Regions from separate parts of the Sus scrofa genome. Here region 2 is linked to region 1. A link is a contact called in public HiChIP or PLAC-seq data. All regions are on one chromosome and are shown on one strand. Each heading gives the region's core, a stretch centred on a gene start, on an enhancer-like site or on the middle of the called end of the contact. The rest is flanking DNA. Distances are from core to core; before and after follow the strand shown.

Region 1 (7,083 bases), core at 497-2,996:
TTTCTATAGTACCCTAATTAGCGAAATTACTTTGAAAGTCTTCAAAATCAGATGATTTTCTTTTTTCAGAACTCCCTTTAAAGGAATCTGCAATGTTTTGGTCACATCTCTCTCATTTGACTATTAGAACCTGCCAGGTACTCCTGTGATGGGATGTTTTGTATATACAGGTGTATATATCACCTTCTTTTTCTTTCCATTTCATATTGAAAAGGTTTCCCAAAATTTAGGGTAGACTCTAGATTGTTTCCAGTCTTGACCCCCTTTACTAACTCCTTGCTGCAGAGTAAGTCTGATTTTGCTTCTCCTCTCATTATAAAGTAATACAGACCGCAAATGATGATGACTCACTGTATTTCCTACCTGCAACTATAACTTACACTGTAGTCCTGGCTAAGTTTCACAACTTCTTTGCTTCTGCAATTTAGTAACTCTGTGTTTCAATAAATGTACTATTTGTTCTAGTTCCTCCTAACCACAAAGGAAGTTAACTACTAGAGGCTTTTGCTACTTCAAAAATCGCTAATATAATCTCACATATTTAGGGTTGATCAGAACAAGGAACAATCATGATATCCAAGAAGCTAGTAAGAAAGTTAGAAATCTAGGAGCTTTCTCTTAGAGATTTTTTTTTTTGGCCACACCTGTCACAGGTGGAAGTTCCTGGGTCAGGGATTGAACCTGTACCACAGCAGGGACCTAATTTGCTGTAGTGACAAGGGTGGATCCTTAACCCACTGTGTCACAAGGGAACTCCTCTCTTAGAGATTTAAGTGAAGAATATGCTGGAACCTCTCTAACATGCAGCTCAAGAAAGGGCTTTCAGGGTTCTCTGTGTAGTAAGAAGGATAAGAGCTAGCACAGTAATTACTAAAAATTTGCTACATATCAAGCACTATGCTAGGGGCTTTACACATTCATTTAATACAACCCTATGAGCTTAACTACTGCTTATCTGCAATCTCACTTAAGATAAGAAAACTGAGGCACAGAGAAGTTAGGCTGCTTGTGCAAGATTATAGAGCTAAAAAGTAGTGGAGCTTGGGATATGGGTTCAGGGTCTATTTTTTTTTAACAACTAGGCTAGACTGCTCTTTTACAAGCAAAAGGGCTCAAAGAAATCAGAGACCAGATAAGGCCATGCTTTGCTATATATCATTTTCAGTCAGCTATGATCTTTGGACCACTTTTCAATACGACAGCTTTAGCTGAAGCCAAGATAAATAAATATCAGCTATAAGATTTCATTAAATATTACATCACTCAGTGCCAAACCATGCTATGTCTCTAACGCCTGACTAATGTCATTTCGTGAAAAAAACCTTGGAAAATGAATGTAAAATTTAACTGATCAAATAATATGACGATGGAATTATAATCACAAAGGAGAATTTAGGTATTCAGGGGAAAATCCCTCCCTTCATTTTGTAGATCACTTCAAAACACTGCAGGGCCTGAACTAGTTCTCTTAAACTCTAGAAATCCATCTAGTTTTTTTTTTTTTTTTTTTAATCACTGTATATGCACCTTCTTTTTCTTTCCCCCTCAAGGTAAGTATAAGCACAAGAATGTCTAGCTGGAAGAAGTCCCACTGAGTTCTACCTTACCATTACAATACTCCAGCTCAATCAGCAGGGTGGTATTGTCCAGGAAGTGATTGTAGTAGGCAATAATATTGTCATGCTGCAGCAACGCCAGAATAACGATCTCATTCAAGGCATCACGACGTTCCTTCTCAGACAGTCGGGTCAAATCAACTTCCTTCCACACGACCAATGAGTCATCCTACAACACAGTAATAGAGGTATCGTGCTTTCCTCTTGCCTGGCAGAGAATGACTCCATACCCGGATCTGTAAGCCTAGAAAGAGAACTTCCTAGATGGGCAGAGACTGACTCCTTTTCTGCCTTTAAACAAAACATGAACAGACTTGAAAGGTTCTGCATAAAATTAAGTATCATAACACTGCAGGACTGGGAAAAGCATTATGATGCTGTTACAGGTTTTTACACCTAATTTACATGATGTCAATTTCAGGTAAAAACATGGGTTGGAGGCAGATCTCAAAGATTCTATTGAGGGACATTAAGACAGACTGCTAGTCATGATTAGGACAGTAATATGGCTAGAGTATTGGGGGAACAGAGAACTGGAGAGTGGTTATCCATAGCTGACCACTGTTTCTTGTAAAATGGAAATATTAAAGTTGCCTCTAATTTTATAAATTTAGATTTCTCTAGTGATTTTCATTTATCCTTTCTGGATTAAGAACAGTCACGTCTGGGAGTTCCCATCATGGCGCAGTGGAAACGAATCCGACTAGGAACCATGAGGTGGCAGGTTCCATCCCTGACCTTGCTCAGTGGATTAAGGATCCGGTGTTGCCGTGAGCTGTGCTGCAGATCGCAGTCTCAGCTAAGATCTGGTGTCGCTGTGGCTGTGGTGTAGGCCAGTGGCTACAGCTCTGATTAGACCTCTAGCCTGGGAACCTCCATATGCCACAGGTTCAGCCCTAAAAAGACAAAAAAAAAAAAAAAAAGAAAGAAAGAAAAGAAAAAAAAGAATAAATCATGTTTAAGGATTTTTAGTGCACTTCCCTCACTCTGATTTTGCAACTGTTTCTCTGTCACTTTTCTCATTCTATGTCTTCCTCTACTCAGGAAAACTTACCTGCAGCTGCTAATGTCTGCTCTCTTTCATACTGTCTTTTACTGATACTGCTCCCCAGCCCAGGAGCATCCTACCTAAATAACCATGCATATCCTTTAGACTGGCTCTACTGGGCCTTTAGAACTTCTGAGGAGGGAGTTCCCATCATGGCAGAAACGAACCCGACTCGTACCAATGAAGATGTGGGTTTGATCGCTGGCCTTACTCAGTGGGTTTGGGACATGGAACTGCCATGAGCTGCGAGGTAGGTCACAGATGCAGCTCAGATCCTGAGTTGCTGTGGCTGTGGTGTACGCCTGCAGCTGTAGCTCTGATTTGACCCCTAGCCTTGGAACTTCCATATGCGGCTAGTGCAGCCCTTAAAAAGAAAAATAACAACAACAACAAACCAAAAAAACCTTTTGAGGAAGATGGATAAACCTTCTACTGTGCATTTATTCAATGCAACCATTCCCTTAATTTTTAGTGCTCATACACTGAAATATTTGTCCATTCTTTTTTATTTATGTACATGTATAACTTATATGTTATTTGCTAAAGAACAAATCTAACTGGTCTTCCCACTGAAATATAAGCTTCTTGAGGGAAAGGGCTGCTTCAAGTTAATCCTTTATACTCAGAGATGTAATAAATATTTGGTGTTACAGATAATACTATATAGTTTTGGGGAAGTGTAATATAATTTAAAATAATTTCAGAATCAAGTTCAACATGATAATAATGGAAAGGCATGGACAAGAAGATGTGAAACTCTGTCCCAGCCCAGGATTTGCTTCTAATTAAAAGTGGCAAGTTACACAAATATACTGTCTTAGTTGCTTTAACTATAAAATAGGAATATTAATGCTCATCTCTTCTTTCTCATAGTGCATTTGGAAAACCGAATTTTAACAGTAACTCTATATATTAATTTTGCAACCACTTCTCTCCTCCTCCATCTTTTAGCCTTAAAAGTATGCTAGCTTGGAACACAAAACAGCACTGCAGATAATCATCTTCAGCAACCCCATAAGGTTCTGATTGATGCTTAACTATTCCAAGACTACAGTTTTAAGCCTTTAGTGATCAAATCGAGTTTATGGTTAGCTTTTGGAAGGAGAGTCACCACTACAGGGTTTTAATCAGTACACATTCTGAATCTGAGGATCAATAATCCACGAATCTCTTCAATGGATGTGTATATGTGTAATAATGGATTGGTGGGAGGCAATGTTTACATTAGATTCTCAAAGAAGTCCTTATCCCTGGCAAAGTTAAGAACTAATGGCTTAGAATACACCAAAAAAAAAAAAAAAAAAAAAAAAAAATCCCATGCATAAACGCTGCTGGATGAGGAAGAAACCGACACAAGACAATCTTCCCAGCGACATTCGAGAAAAATCTCGAACTCAATGTTCACATCTAAACTCAAAGCTATGGCAAAGATAGCGGGGTTGACATGGATGTGGGAAATTTGAAGCTATCCCCTCCTCTCCACCCCGACCTTGGAGAGCTGTACAGAATGAGAGGGGAAGGAAGTTTTGACGAGATCTAACACTCGTATACCATTTTAATATACAATTTGGAAAGAATCCCCGTTCGATTCTCAAAACAACCTTAAAAAAATAAACATTACTTTTAAGGCAGATAGTTACCACTAACTCCAACTTACAGATGGGGAAACTAAGGCTTAGAGAAGGTTCAATGACTTGCGTTTAAGAAAAAAAAAAAATGACCAGTTAGTAAAACCAGCGATCCAACCAACTCTGAGGGCAAGTGAGGTGGCCGAGTGGTGAGGACCCCGAGACACATAACTGCGGGCGCCCTGACACTAAGTAAGGACGAGGCGCGGGGAGAGCCGGGCCGCGCAGGCGGGACGGGGGCGGCTACCTCGGTGCGGCGGTACAGCGTGGCTTCCCCGAAGGCGCCGCGTCCCAGGACGCGGATGGGGATGTAGTGCAGCTCCTCCTGCTCCGCCGCGCCGCCGCCGGCTCGCGGCCCCGGACCCGCGTTGGGCCCCGGGCCCGCGTCCCCGCCACCCCCCGACTCGCTCCCAAAGTCCGAGTTGAGGGAATCGCAGTGTCGCTCGTACTCGCCCAGCACCGACATGGCGGCGGCGGCGGCGGCGGCGGGACCGGCCTGCGTGTCCCCGGCGGTGCTGGCGGCGCTGCGCCGCTCCCGCTTCAGACACCGACCCGCGGCTTCGCCAGCCCCGCCACCCCGCGAGGCTCCATGGTGGCTCCTTCCCCCCTGACCCGGAAGCAGCTGCGGGTGCTTCCGGCCCGGCGGGGGTTTCCTCCGCCTTCGCCCGCCAGCTCGCTTAGCCTCGGGGCCAAGACTTCTCTCCTTCCCGGTTGTGAGGAAAACGAGGCCTCGGGCGGAGTTGGTAGCACTTCGTGGGGGCTGCATGGAGCCAAAGGGCTCTGGCAGGGGCAGGGACATCACCGACCGGTCTAAAGACCCCTCGGCTGAGCCCTGGCCAGGTCCCCAGACAGTTTTGAGGTGCAAAGGTTGTTCAGTCTCATCTTGGCCACAGACCTATTTCAACGGCAGTGGCTGGGGAAGCAGTCTCTTTCAACGTCAGATAGCGCCCTTTGTTTAGAAAGAGGTTATAGTAAAGACACACGAAGAGTAAAGATAAGCAGAAATACTTGCCCCCCCACCCCCACCCCACCCTGTCATCTCAGTCAGTGCACCGGTTACTTCTTCCAGAACTACCCTGGGTCCTTCCCTTTTCCACACAATTCTAGGTGTTTTAAGTCAACTATCATGACAATCTCCCCCTCTTTTTCAGATTTCACATTCTTCCATGTCTTTAAAAATCTTTGCCCATCTAGTCCCGCGATTCTTCGAACACCAGGTGCAAGATACTGCATTTGGAGGTGGGGATCTGCAAAGAGATGCTTCCTGCTCTCAAGTCACTAAGAAAATTGTGATAGAGTGGAAACATGTTCCATCCGTTTTGTGACCGTGGGCAAGTTACATCTCCAAGGTTGTCTTTCAGTCGTAAAGTTGTGGGACTATGAGGTTGTCTTTCAATTGTAAGGTTGTGGCAATATGACCTACAGAGGTAACAGCTAACATTTATTATGTTCCTGGCACTATGCTAAAGGTTTTTGTTGTTGTTGTTGTTGTTTTTGTTTTTGCCATTTCTTGGGCTGCTCCCGTGGCATATGGAGGTTCCCAGGCTTGGGGTTCAATCTGAGCTGCAGCCGCTGGCCTACGTCAGAGCCACAGCAACGCGGGATCCGAACCGAGTCTGTAACCTACACCACAGCTCACGGCAAAGCCGGATCCTTGACCCACTGAGCAAGGCCAGGGATCGAACCCAAAACCTCATGGTTCCTAGTCTGATTCGTTAACCACTGAGCCACGACGGGAACTCTGCTAAAGGTTTTCTTTTCATGTATCATCCCATTTAATCCTCGTAGCATACAGAAGGAACTGAGAGGGGTTAAGTAACCTGCTGTGTTACACAGCTAGTGAGGGAGCCAAAGCCAGCAACATGGCAGTGGAAAATTGGAGATTTTTAAGCAGGGGAGTGTATTATTTTTGTGACTATATGTCCCGGTTTGCTGGGGCAAGTCACAATTTGTACCTTTTCCTCTAGCATAATAGTCTCCTTTTGCTCACGTGCCCAGCTCAGACAATAAACAATATGGTTACTTTATATAATACCAAAGCTATATTTTACCAAGAACTCTGATGGCAAAATGAAAGACAAAGACTGGAGGCCAGAAGACAGGCACTGAGGTACTATCAGTGTGAATGGAGATGGGGCCCAATTTAAGAAATCCGAACTGAGGGAGTTCCTGCTGTGGCAAGCAATTAAAGGATCTGGCATTGTCTCTGAGGTGGATCCTGTCGCTGCGGAGATGTGGGTTCAATCCCCAGCATCCCCTGGTGCAGTGGGTTAAGGATCTGGCATTGCTGCAGCTGTGGCAAAGATTAAAGCTGCAGCTCAGATTTGATTCCTGGCCTGGAAACTTTCATATGCTGCAGTTGTGGCCAAAAAAGGAAAAAAAGATGAAGAAAGCCATCTGAAGAACATTTAGAACCCTACGATCAGCTAGGTATAGTTGGTGAGGCAAATCTGTGTCCAGGAGACTCACATCTAGCTTTTAAGTGGGTGGATAGTGCCAGCAGGTATAGGAGGAAGAGAATTGGTGGAATGGGGTAAAGGGTGTCACATTCCTCTGACCTCTCCAAAAAAAAAATTTTTTTTAAGAGTTCACCAACATTCCTTTTTAAAATACGATATCCGGCACTCTGCATAACATTCCACATGGGGTCTGAATAGGAGAGTACAAGGGACTTCTGTCTTCCTTGATCTGGATTCATTTTTTCTCTTAGTGTACCAGACGTCATTATGGTCTGCTTTTATACTTACTTATATTTAACCAAACTTCTCTTTTTCACACCCAATCTGATCCA
Region 2 (6,213 bases), core at 2,121-4,620, 350 kb after region 1:
GTATATTAATGATTGCCAGAAATAGAGGGGAGGAGGGAATTGAGAGTGACTGTTAACAGGTACAGAGTTTCTTTTTAAGACGATGAAAATGTTCTCAAATTAGATAGTCATGATAGTTGTGCAACTCTAGAATACACTAAAAACCACTGAATTGTCCACTTTAAAAGTGCAAACTTCATGGTGTACGAATTATATCTCAATTTTAAAATATGCTAAGAAGTGTGAGTAAATAAGGTATATCCCAGAAATGCAAAGTTGGTGTGACATTCAAAAAAAAAATCAATTAATGTAATTATCCTAAAATGGAATAAATGGGAGAAATCATAGAATTATACCAAAAGATTAGGAGAAGGCACTTGACAAAATTCAACAAACATTCAAGATGAAGGCTCTCAACAGACTAGAAATAGAAGGAATTTCCTCAACCTGAGAAAAGAAAATCTATAAAAAACAAAACCCTGTAGCTTACATTCTACTTAATGATAAAAGACTGAATACTTCTATCTTCAGATTAGAAACAAGGCAGGGATGTCTACTCTCAACGTCTTTATTCAACACTGAACTCTACACAAAGACCTATGCGCTGACGCAAGAAACAAAGGCAAATGGGTTGGAAAGGAAAAAGTAAAACTGTCTTTATTCACAGAAAACATAATCATCTAAGAAGATTCTAAGGACTCTACATAACAGCTACTAGAACTAACAAATGACTATAGCTAGGTTGCAGGTATTCCCATCCAGGTCACTACCCAAGAAAACCGATAGCATACATCTCCCAAAAGGCTTTTACATGCATATGCATAGCCACTTAGCTCATAAGAGTCAAAACACAAAGACCACTCACATATCCAAGTACAGGTGGAAGAGACATCTTTGTTTCGGGGGCCAGTAGCTACAGAAATTTTGGAGCCACAAGAGGGTGGAGAGGAAGACAATGGAACAAAAAGGTAAGTGAGAGTAATCTGGCCTGGAGATGTCCAGCCGAGGAACGAAGAACACGTCTTTGGGAGGTAGAGGCTAGAGTTGCTCAGCGAGAGAGGAGTGAGTGTCACGGATATGGCCATGAGATTTGGGAAGCAGAAACAAAGACCTCAGAAAAGAAAGGATAGCCTGGCACAACAGTCTTGAGGAGGCTGATGTGGGAGAGAAACTGTGTAAAGAGAACTTCAGGAAGTTGGTATGTGATGTGATTCCCTCTTAATGCTTCTTTTGGATGAGACACTGTACTGGAAATAGCCCAGATCTATTTGGGCTCCATAAAATAAATAAAACATAATAGCCTTAGGCACCAAATGCTTACTTGGCACCACTCACTGTGCTAAGAAATTTAAATACATTCAATAGTTATGAGGTGGGTACTTACTTCCCATTACAAAGATGAGGAAACCGGGGCACAGAGTTTTAAGGGCTCTGCCCAAGATCACATGGTTACTACGGGGCAGAGCTAGAACATTTGATTGCATATTCAAACCCAACGCTGAGAAGCTGTTTGCCTTTTCCCACCTTCTTTCCTGACCATAAGGCTCTCTCAGCCGCCTCTCAGGGTTGTGGGGGGCGGGGAAGAGGCAGGGGGGATAAAAAGTGATTTGGTTCAGGCCTCACATTCCCAAAGCCCTCAGATTCCCTCCTTATGTGCAAATGAGGTCATATATTCAGCCAGAAAGACTCAGCCAGGCCGGGAGAAGAGGGGATAAACCCAGCATGGAAGTTACTTCCCACTGCCTGTAAGTATCAGTGCACCAAAAACTCCTAACGGCATAAATCCCATAATTACCCGGTTCTAGTGCAAACACACTGCTTCATCTCTTTGTGGTGCAGTGGGTTAAGGATCCAGCGTTACTGCCGTTGTGGCAAAGGTCGTGGCTCTGGTTTGGTTTCAATCCATGGCCTTGGAATTTCCATATGCTGTGCAGCAAAAAAAAACCAAAATAAACAAACAAAAACAAAACCAAAAAAACCTGCGTGTGTGTATATATGTGTGCATGTGTGTGTGTGTGTGCATGTGTGTGTGTACACCATAATTCTTGTTACCTCATCTTGATATATCTTCATTTTACAATCCAGTTGGCTATTAAACAACGGAGTGGCCCTTCTCTTGACAATGAGAGCTCTTGCTCCCTTCCTGCTGCTCCATGAGGGGCAGGTGAGAAGGATGGATGCTGGAAGCCGCTCGGATGATCACCCCAGGAGCTGCCTTGGCCTGTGGTCAGCATGGCTACACCCACAGGCTAAACCAGGTCCAAAACCTGGGGACTCGGAAGCTACATGGAGCAAACACATCTGTTCAGAGGTTTCCTAAACGTTGACAGGGTTTGTGAGGTCACCAGGTCGAGACTGATGGGGAAACCGTTGCTTTGGGGTGCATGGTGTTCAATCCAGTGGTTTTTACCTGGGGCCATTTTGATGCCCGTCCCCACAGAATGCCTGGCAAGGTCCAGAAACATTTTGTGATTTTTGTAACGGGGGAGATTTACTGGCACCTAGTGGGTAGAGATCAGAGACGTTGCTAAACATCCTACAATGCACAGCATAGCCACCCAATAAAGATTTATCCACCTGAAATATCAAAATACCAAAGTCTGGCTTTAACCCTTTGGGGCCAGCACATTTGCGGCTGCCATTCCCTCCTAAGAAGTTTCCTATCTGGGCTTGAGGCTGGAGAGGGCTGGATGACAGGTCTTGCCAAGGCCCTTGGGGGAATTTCCCTACCGGCCCCTGGCCACCCACTCTGGCCCTTTTGCTGGAGGACTCTGCCCTCAGGTAAATATTTTCCCTACTTGTTTGGGAAACTTTAACAAAAATCCCCTTTAACCATCTCGTAAGCAATTGAAGACTTGCCATTCTGCGCTTTGTGCTTTTACCATCAAAAAAAAAAAAAAAAAAAAAAAATTAAGAAAGCTAGGGGATTTTTATTATTTTTGTTCAAATAACTAAAAAGTTGCAGTCAACCCTTAAGATGTCAAAGCTGGCACCTTCAGCAAAGTGCTCAGATGGAGCTCGGAAAAAAGAGTGGGTTTGGTGTCAAGGCCTGCACGGTCTAGATGGGAGGGGTGAGAAGCCAGGAATTCTGACCTGGGTGGGGCAGCCTGGAAGGGTGGGCAGCAGCTGACGGGAAGGCCTGCCGCCCCCCGCCTCCAGCCACCAGTGAGGGGCCCTTGGGGACCCGGGGGACATTTGCCTGCACACTCAGGAAATTCTTCTTTCCTCTTCCTGGGTTTCGTCTTTACTAACTAGAGAGCCGGCTATCAGGGAATGGGAGGTGAAAAGCTCTGGGAAAGTGAAACTGCGTTTCGGAGGAAAAGACAGAGGCCCGAAAGGCAGCCGCGGCCCCAGGCGCCCGCAGGTGGCACCTGAGAGCCTGTGAAGGGAGGAGGCGAGGGAGCGCTCCCGACCCCTCCTGACCCTTGTGCCCCCGCCCAGCTCCCCGCACCGGGCCCTGGCCGGACCCGCGCTGGCGGACCGGGACCCCGGGGATAGTGCACACAGGTTGGGCACTAGCTCCAAGCGGGTGGGGAAAGTAGATCCGGAGCCGCTTCACCCCAGGGAGTTGAGGCCTCTGTGTCCCAGAGCAGGTGAAAGAGAAAAGAACCGAGGTGGAAACGAGCTGGGCCTGGAAACGACTGAACTCTGAGGCCACGAAGGGCCGCCTCCCGGAGAAAGGTGCTCCATCCCAGGGCTTTTGTGGCTTTGTGTTAAAACTACCCCCTGGGGAGCTTTTAAAGAGTTCTTCTGAGCGCAGACCCATCAAACCAGAATATCCGAGGGCGACCCGAGCAATTGAGTTCCTTTCTTCTTTTTGGCCTTGGGAGATGGTGCACCTCCTTCCAGGGATGGCAGTGTGACTTCCGAAATGACAGTTCTGAAGGAAAAATACCTAGTCCTGTAGTGGGTCCCCCGCCCCCACGCCCCGGGAACACATCACAGACATTCAGGAAGTTTCTGCTTTGAACTGTTCCTCAGTTTCAACCCATTTTCTTAACGATTTGGTCAGAGCTGGAAATGAGCTGATTCAGCAGGGGCTGGAGTGAAGTTTGTATTTCTGATGGCACTGGGGCACAGCCAAGATGTGAAGACACATCTAGGCTGATGTGAAGACAGCAAGTTTGTGGTACTTTTAAAAACACCCTCAGGAGTTCCCGCCGTGGCTCAGCGGTAACGAACGTGACTAGGACGCGGGTTCGATCCCTGGCCTTTCTCAGTGGGCTAAGGATCCGGCGTTGCCGTGAGCTGCGGTGTAGGTCGAAGATGTGGCTCAGATCCTGCGTGTCTGTGGCTGTGGCGTAGGCTGGCGCCGGCGGATACAGCTCCATTCAACCTGTAGCCTGGGAACTTCCATATGCCCCTGGGGTGCGGCCCTAAAAAGAAAAAGGAAAGAAAAAAAAAAAAAAAAAACCACCATCAGATTTTCCATTACCTTAAGAAGCCCATTTGCCTACAATGTATCCTGCTAATTTTAAACAAGGCTGACCCAATAGGCACTTGCATTATGATACTATTTAATTATTTAGGCCCTGCCTGTGGCATGGGGGAGTTCCTGGGGTCAGGGATTGAGCCTGCAGCACAGCAGTGATCCCAAGCCATAGCATGACAACATCAGATCCTAAACCACTGGGCCACCAGAGAACTCCATGATACTAGTTATTTAAACAATAAAATACAGATAGGCAGATATCTACTGCCCTAAATTCTTGGAGCTCCCCCTTCCCGCCACTTTTCTTCTCTCCCCCTTCAGGACCACCCCTTCTCCCACCTCCCACAACCAGCAACTCCCACCTCCCACCTCCCACCTCCAGCCAGGTTATTGGCTTTCAAAGAATTACATTACCATACAGGATGCTTCTTTCTCACATAATTGGTGAAAATGCCTATCAGCTTATCACAGGAAAATTTTTTAAAGTGTCAATGTCTCCAGTACTGTATTATAAATGTGAGTGTAATAGTGTATGCCATAAAAATGTTATGATTCATTCATTCATGTACCATGAAACAATCGTATTGATTACACAAAGCTACCACAGAGCAATCATATTGTTGCTTGTTATCAAAACATGAGTCCTTACACCTGTCAATAAATGTGAATTTCTCTTTCACATTGTCTTTTCACTTTTGATATCTAGTGTTAGTAATACATAGAATACCTACAGTGTTTTATAGCACATAAGACATGGTTGATGTAGGTACTGACAATTCATCTTGTAAACAGTGACACAAACATAACAGTATCGATAAATACAGTACAGTTCTGTAAACATAGTTTATCTTCTGTATGATTTCTTTATAACACATTCTTTCTCCTAGCTTACTTTATTATAAGAATATCTTATATAATACATATCATATACAAAATATGTGTTAATCAACTGTTTATGTTATCAGCAAGGCTTTCAGTCAATAGTAGGTTATTAGTAAGGTTTGGAGGGAGTCGAAAGTTATATGGGATTTTTGACTACATAGGGGTCAGCACCCCTAACTCAAGGGGTCAACTCAAGGGTCAACTCTACTTACCTCTGTGACTGATGGGAGAATTCAGTGAGTCATGTTATGTGCCTGGCACATAGTGACACACGGCAAGGGTGTTGAGTATAGTTGTACAAACTCCTCACTGTTCAAGAGCCCCAATCTTGGACGTCAAATAGGGGCTTACCAGACTCTGCCTTTTGGCCTGGGATTGCCTACCAAGAGATGGCACTGTTTTCTAATTTGTACCAGGGCCGTGCATGAGCCAACAACTGTCCTGATAACGTGTGCGTTGTCAGTGTAAGGGATTTAAATGTCTAGCAAATGCTACCTTAGCATGAGCTTCAGCTGTGGGCTGATGCTGACTGAGCTAATGCTGTTTCACAGCAGTTGCTTGGTGGCTTTGTGGTGTTCTCCAGAACAATCTCAGGGAGAATGCCTGTATTCCAAGCCTTGCCAGTGATCCTTCAGATATGGTGCAATACAAAATAGCAACTAAATGTAAAAATATGACCAATGTCAAAAGTTAAAGAGCATGCAACGCAGTACTCTGTATTGCTTAGGTACCATAGAGATATGGTTCAAGTAGAGAGAAATGAATAAGAAAGATAAAGACCACATTCTGGATGAACGTTACCTGGGTGAGGAGGGAATGGGATTCAGGAGGAGTCTCGGGTTCCATTCATAACTTATTTAATAAGCTTTATGGTGGATATGCAAGTGTTTATTATTCTGTAATCTTAAGTATTTAGAGAT

What was found. HiChIP or PLAC-seq counts read pairs in DNA pulled down with a chosen protein or histone mark.
Region 2: an H3K27ac HiChIP or PLAC-seq map of alveolar macrophages shows a contact between it and region 1. The contact joins two enhancer-like sites. A contact is called at or near these places in 2 of 5 promoter capture datasets (fetal skeletal muscle and liver) and 1 of 2 datasets of contacts at active chromatin or transcription factors (alveolar macrophages).

What each region holds. Positions count from the first base shown.
Region 1 is chr7:98,317,160-98,324,242 of Sscrofa11.1, forward strand. It overlaps NEK9 (serine/threonine-protein kinase Nek9), which reads right to left and starts at 4,913. Exons shown (of 22, transcript XM_003356752.4): 1 at 4,540-4,913; 2 at 1,608-1,785. The coding sequence starts at 4,758. Within about 2 kb of position 1,747, at least 16 of the 83 cell types and tissues checked have an H3K27ac peak or open chromatin away from gene starts, as enhancers often do. A contact at or near this core is called in alveolar macrophages, where this site is marked.
Region 2 is chr7:98,661,176-98,667,388 of Sscrofa11.1, forward strand. No RefSeq gene overlaps it. Among named protein-coding and RNA genes, the nearest start is that of BATF, 5.9 kb to the right of the region's middle. Within about 2 kb of position 3,371, at least 38 of the 83 cell types and tissues checked have an H3K27ac peak or open chromatin away from gene starts, as enhancers often do. A contact at or near this core is called in alveolar macrophages, where this site is marked.